Linked DNA regions of Zea mays: region 1 is linked to region 2. The links are chromatin contacts, called in public Hi-C maps. All regions are on one chromosome and are shown on one strand. Each heading gives the region's core, a stretch centred on a gene start, on an enhancer-like site or on the middle of the called end of the contact. The rest is flanking DNA. Distances are from core to core; before and after follow the strand shown. Region 1 holds the start of LOC100272791 (Phosphatidylinositol N-acetyglucosaminlytransferase subunit P-related). Region 2 holds the start of LOC100125659 (ABC transporter C family MRP4).

Region 1 (2,953 bases), core at 328-2,827, 130 kb after region 2:
CAAGTGATTCATCCAAGATCATTTTTTTTTTCGATGGTGTAACAAAAAACGGGAAAAGGTAGAAGGTAGGTGAATTCAAGGAGCCCGTGCTTATTTTTTTTTCGCCCTGACATATCTGGAGGGGCGGGCCCAAAAAGCAAAAAGTGAGCGCTCGGAGTCGGAGCTGCGGCACTCTGCAAAAAGATGGGTCTGGCCGGGCCGTCCGGGTCTGCACAGGCAGCGCTGCTGCTGTCTCGCTGGCTCCGCTGCAAGCCTGCAACGGCGGAACGGAGGCACGCAGCAAGGAAACAGAGAGCCCCAGTCCCAGCGTAGGAGTATAGTAGTCGACACAGGCGAAAAGGCTCTGTGCAGCCTCAGTGCAGCCAGCGACCGCCGACCGGGCATGCCAACACACGCTGACCTGACACACATTATATGTACGAACATGCAGCCAGCAGCAGGCAGCCGCGAATTTGAACGCATCGGTTCCTGCGCTCAGCACACCGGCGAGCAACGCGGCAACAGTGCAAAACTGTGCACGCGCAATGCAACACAACGCACTGTCGCGGGCTCGCGGCGCCGCCCGTGCACACAGTGTGCTCGAACTTTTTCCAGTTGCAGTGAGGGCCGAGGAGATTGATTTGCAGCGCATGTAGCATTGCAGCCCATGCTCATGCTCGTCCGTCCCATTCCCATAGTGGCGTAGTGCACTGCGCTCCGCTCATGCTCTGCTGCGTCCACGACGGCCTCTCCTTGCCTTGTCTCTCACGTAGGAGTACAGCAGGGACGGGTCGGAGAAAGACGTTTTTGTATTGTAGTGTTTTGTTTTAATTTGTTTTGCTTTTGTGACGGTGGCATCGTGCTGCTGCTACTAGTGGTAGTAGGAGTAGAGGCCAGCGATTAGCCAACAACCATGGAGGCTTGGCGGCTTCGCTTACATTAATAATTTAATATATACAGATGGGCTACGTACTACCAGACGACGCGCAAGCGCAACACGCCGGTTGCGTTGCATTTCGTAGATGGCATCGTTCTCGTAGTCGTGGAGACGTATGCGAGACGGAGACAAGGCCGATCCGGATCGCTAACCTGCCACTGCCAGCCAAACACCTCGTCGGATCCTTACGAATCGGGACCGCGGTGTGTCGATATAACTAGTACAGTGACATTTCACAACACTCTCCTCTCTTGTCTCTTTTTTTTTGGTAATTTCTTTCCCCCAAGATCCCTACTGTTGAAAGAGACGGTGTCCTGCCTCCGTCGACGGTGGCCGTCACACGTGGTCGAATTTTACACGTTGTTTGGACCGTTGCTCTCTGGCTACGCTACAGCGACGTCATCTATAGCAAACAGCACCTCCTATACGCTCCAGAGTACACTACCACTACCGCATCCAACGGCCACCTGCAATGGCGAAGCGACGGACGGTAACTAAGTTCATTTTTTTTATTTCAAGTTTTAACACCACCCCTCCCCCGCGCCGTTAATAATCGTGCAATCAAGTCACGGCCCGCTCTCTCCCCCCATCCCTTCCCATCCTTCCGCTACGATACAAAAGCTCGAGAACCCACGCACGCGCGCACCCCCCACCCACCCCACGTCTCGCTTCTCCCCACCCCGCCCGCTACAGCGCCGGTGGGGGGCCCCCGCGGCTGCCGGCGACCGGTCGCCGCCGCCGAGGCCGTCCTCGCCGCCCCGACATTCTCCAGCTGGTGCGGTGCGGCCCTCGCCTCTCCTCCAGTCCTCTCGGCCCTTTTGTTTCCTTTTTTCTTCCCTGGCTCTCGTACGTGCTTGCTGGAGCGCGCTTGATCCGGTTTCCTTGCGCGCAGTTCTCGTTCCTGGCTTCCGGCCTTGGCTGGCCTCCTCCCCGCGGAACTGAGGCGAATTGGCGCGGGAGGGCACGGGATCTTGCCGTCCTGTCCTGGCGTCTCCTGCCGCACCGCGTTTGGGCAACTTTTTTTTGTCGGCGAAAAAAGAATACATGAAAACGCCGCCTTTTGCTCGGGGCGCTTCACGGGCCTCCGTGCGTTTTGAAAATTCTCTTCCGTTCCACCTACACTCTTTTTCCTCAGCTCGATCTGCACCCTCGTTTTTTCACTTCCGTTTCGATTGCCCCTTCGCCGCTCTGTTCTTTGATTTAATAAAGTGCGAGTCCTTTATCTCTCTTAACTTTGGTTTTTTCTCTCTATCAGGCAGCATTAGCCATGGTTTAGCGGAGGCGATTCTCCTTGCAGGCTTGCAGCTGTTTCCGGGGTGGTGGATTTTCAAGGAATAAAGAATGATCAACCTCTTCGAATTGAGCGTTGGAGCCAGCGCCAAGGTCTCCTCAAGAGATGGTATTATTGCGCAACTGCCGGGCTGAGTGACAATGATTTTGCTTCCATCAGTTGCCCACATGATTGCCTACGCGATCATTCTTCCGTCAGGAAGATAAGGGATGGCCCTAATTATGGATCTTTTATCTTCTCCTCGCAGGCTCTCCGGTGAGAGGAACTCAGTCGGAGCGGAAGGAGTACGCCGGATCAAAGGCGGTGAGTGGCCCCGAATTTTTTTTTACTGCCTCTGGTTTTTACCGGCCAGCCATGTGCCTGTCAGTGCTTCATTTCCTGCCGAATGTTTACTGCCTGCTGATCGCAGCATGATCTATGTCGGCAGTTGACTGGCAGCACGAGGAGGAGCTCGTCGGATAGATCGGGCGGTACGCCCATGAAAATGCTGATAGCTCAGGAAATGGCCAAGGAGGGGGACGCGAATCAGAAGACCACTAACGTTGTGGCGAGGCTGATGGGGCTTGACGATAATGTGGATCTTGCTAAGCCTGTCGTGCCCCCAAACAGGAGGAGTTTCCCGGACGGCCATTTATCTGCTACACTGGCAAGAGTAAACAACCAAATTCCATTTGAGAAGCACACGAGTTCCGCCGAAGATGTGGAGTACAAGGATGTCTACGAAGTTGGGTACCAGCCACCAAGAG
Region 2 (3,210 bases), core at 124-2,623:
CACACCCAAGTACCACTGTCGGGCAGTGAGTGTCTCAAGCAGTTTTGCTACAAAAAATATAGAGGCAAGGATGTAACCTTCATGGGGGAAAGCAATGTTGCCACTGAGGTAGTCCACAAAATAGCTGATCAAGTAAGGTCCAACATACGACACAATCGTGTTGACAGCAGCAAATGTGCCATTGACCGCGGCCTCTCGCCAGAATGACTTGAGTATTGCCCATGTGAGTGATGGCTCCCTGCCAGGGTATTCTAGCCGCTGGCGCTCGTAGTGAGCGCTCATCGCCTTATAGCATGACTTTGCACGGTCCTTGTGCGCCAGCAAGGGTATGTCAGCCAACTCAAGTGGCCGCTGCGCACCAACAGAGAGCAACGGACTAAGCCATGACAATGTTGCAAGGCTGAGGATCCCAGCATCAGCGTAGGGAGTGACCCTCAGACAGCCGAGCTCCTCCTCTGCCTCTCTGCGCTGCCTGCCGAGCAGCAGCGGCTCATGCAGGCCGTTGCCATCCTCCGTAAACTCCAATTCCAAACCGGTGGAACCCATGACACCAACCAAGCACAGGAAGCCCAGGGCCGGCACGGACGCGAAGTTGGCAACCATGTGCGCGTAATCCACAGCGCGCGCGCCCTGGCCTATCAGGCGCCTGGAGTCGTCGTACGCAATGACAACGCAGAGCGCGAAGGAGACCACCCACCAGAGCCGCACCAGCGCAGGGAACCTGGCCCAGCCGACGGCGCGGGCCTGAAGCGCGAGCGCCAGCAGCGCGGCCCAGGACACCGCCTGCACGGCCGGCAGCAGCAGCGCCCGCGCCGAGACGCGCGAGCCGGCGACGGCCACCTCGTAGCTCAGCACGGCGACCTGCGAGAGCAGGGCGTAGGCGCAGGACGCCAGCACGGCCCTGTGCCAGGCGCCGGCAGTCGCCGCCGCGAGGGCGCCGCCGGCGCCGTCGCCCACGACGACGGCGGGGCCCCCGCGGCGGCGCGGCGCCTTGAGGCATGACGCGCAGCGGGAGGCGAGCGCGCGCGCGGCGCGGAGGAGGAGCAGGAGTGCGGCGAGCGCGAGCAGCGCGGCGTGGGCGGTGGCGGCAACGGCCTCCGGGAGCGGGAGGGAGGGGAAGGAGGGCGGCATTGGGAGGCGGTGGGGATCAGTGAGGGAGCGGGGAGGGGTTTAAAAGGCATTGGGGTTGGGCTCGCCACGGCAGGCACTGGGGCAGGGAGTGCGGCCGCGGGCGAGAGAGAGGGAAAAAGGAAGAGCTTTGGGCGGCGGATTACGGCATCGGCGGATGGCAACAAAGGAGGCGTTTTGGCGGTAGCAGCAGGCGGGCGGGCAGAGACGCTCGCCTGCGCCTGGTTCGAGGAGGGGAGAGAGAGGCTCGCCTGGGATGGGATTCCGGCTAATGCAGCCCGGGTCCGGGCGGGTTACGTCTCTGATCCCCTCACCAAACTCTCTCCTTGGTTCCTGCGTCCTTCTCGAGTCACCTCCGCGCGGCCGGCCGTGGGGGCGGCGGCGCGGGTGTGTGTGTGGTAGCAGGTGGCGTGCGGAGGGAGGTTTCGGTTTCGGCTTCGGCTTTTGGGGGATGGATCGGCGGGTGGGGGGTGTGGTGGGGGGAGAGGAAGACGATGCGGTGAGAGGCAGGAGAGAGAGAGAGGTTATGGGCGTGCTAGTACGGAGACGGAGTAGTAGCAGTGAATTTCCGTTTTCCCTTTTCCTCCTCTCCTGTTGTGTTGTGTCCACTCCACACCACTGCCTGGTTTCGGTCGGCTTGCAAACAGATGGAACGGCGATTGATGGTTTTTATAGAGGAGGAGAGTTCGTAGCCGGCTTTGCCTTCCGGCTACTACCATGACGTGCATGCCGCATTAAATTTTTATTATACAGGATTAATATGTTTTTATTGTCTATACATGAAAACAAATACTCCCTCCGTTCCATAAAACACGAGGCGTATATTCTTTTGATAAAGTATTTACTGTGAAATAGAACATCAATAAAAACAAATCAAGTATTACGTTAAAGTATTTTTAGTATAAATTCAGGTATACAACATACATACACTAAAAATATATGTTTTTTTCTGAACTGTTGGTCAAAATTTTAAAACGTTGATTTTGTTTCTGAAAACATACACACATTATCTTATGAGATTGAGGCTTATATCGAGCGGAGCACAAGATTGTTGTGCGCGTATTTGCGGAGGTCGCAGAATATCCGCCTTTATTTACCATTTATTACAAAAGGCTTTATTTTTATGGACATCTTTCTTTGTACTACTAATAAAAGGGAGGCGTTCTGAGGAGGAGGCGACAGGGATAACGTGCAGCGAGTGGGGGGAAAAGCGATCGCTTCGTACGCAGGAGGGAACACGACAGTGTCACAGATGTGTCGTCTGTGTGTACGCGGGCGCGCGCTGGCGCTGTGCTGTAATCCAGTTCAGACAGCCTCAGAAACTGAACTGAACCCGCTGCTCAGTTGAGACAATGCTTCTGCGTTTTCGCTTTGAGTATTGTCATGAACAAAGAACCTGGACTCCGTGCACCTAAAAATTCTTCTTGGCGTCCGCGGACTGACTGGAACCGCCTGGCCGGGATACCGGGTACGCGTGGCAATGATTGTTGAGCCGACGCAGGCACGGTTGGCGTTGCGTCCGTCTGGGGCCGAACAGTCACGGTGGTGGTGGTGGTACTTGCGAAACGTTGGATCGATCACGTCCTACCATCCTAGAAACAGATGGCACACGGGTGATAAAAAAAAGACAGGGGGGTTAGTGTTACGGCCGGAAAGGCGCCTTTTTTCCCCTCTGGTCTGACGAGATGCCGGAAAGCCAGCAGAAAGATGCCGCCCCGGCCTCGCCGTCTCCGTCCCGGCGAGCGAGGGCGAGAGAGAGAGAGAGGCGCGATGCGGACAACACAACGGAACAAGCAAACAAACGCGGAAAACGCCGTGCAGCAGCAGCGGACCACCGCACCGCCAGTCGCCAGATCGAGCGGCGTGGTGGTAGGTCTGCCGCGACGTGGCACATGCATGCGCGCCGGCTGCGGGCGTAGGCTGCCCAGGTGGGGAGGCCGCACGCAGCGGCAGCGCGGCGGCGGCACCAGATGGGATGGGGGGCGGGAATCTCGCGTGGCCCCCTATGGTATATCGCGGTGGGGCACCGGTCAGTGCCGAGCACGCCCGGCCCGCCCGTCCACGGGGAGGCGAGGCGAGTAG

What was found. A called contact is a pair of places that touch in the nucleus more often than the background predicts.
Region 1: a contact with region 2 is called in a Hi-C map of bundle sheath, with 1.8 times the contacts expected there. The contact joins the promoter of LOC100272791 here to the promoter of LOC100125659 in region 2. A contact is called at or near these places in 7 of 25 Hi-C or Micro-C datasets (bundle sheath, ear, endosperm and 3 more).

What each region holds. Positions count from the first base shown.
Region 1 is chr1:9,422,215-9,425,167 of Zm-B73-REFERENCE-NAM-5.0, forward strand. It overlaps LOC100272791 (Phosphatidylinositol N-acetyglucosaminlytransferase subunit P-related), which reads left to right and starts at 1,578. Exons shown (of 7, transcript NM_001360113.1): 1 at 1,578-1,696; 2 at 1,809-2,002; 3 at 2,172-2,315; 4 at 2,455-2,507; 5 at 2,635-2,953. The coding sequence starts at 2,258.
Region 2 is chr1:9,287,634-9,290,843 of Zm-B73-REFERENCE-NAM-5.0, forward strand. It overlaps LOC100125659 (ABC transporter C family MRP4), which reads right to left and starts at 1,374. Exons shown (of 11, transcript NM_001112590.1): 1 at 1-1,374. The coding sequence starts at 1,131.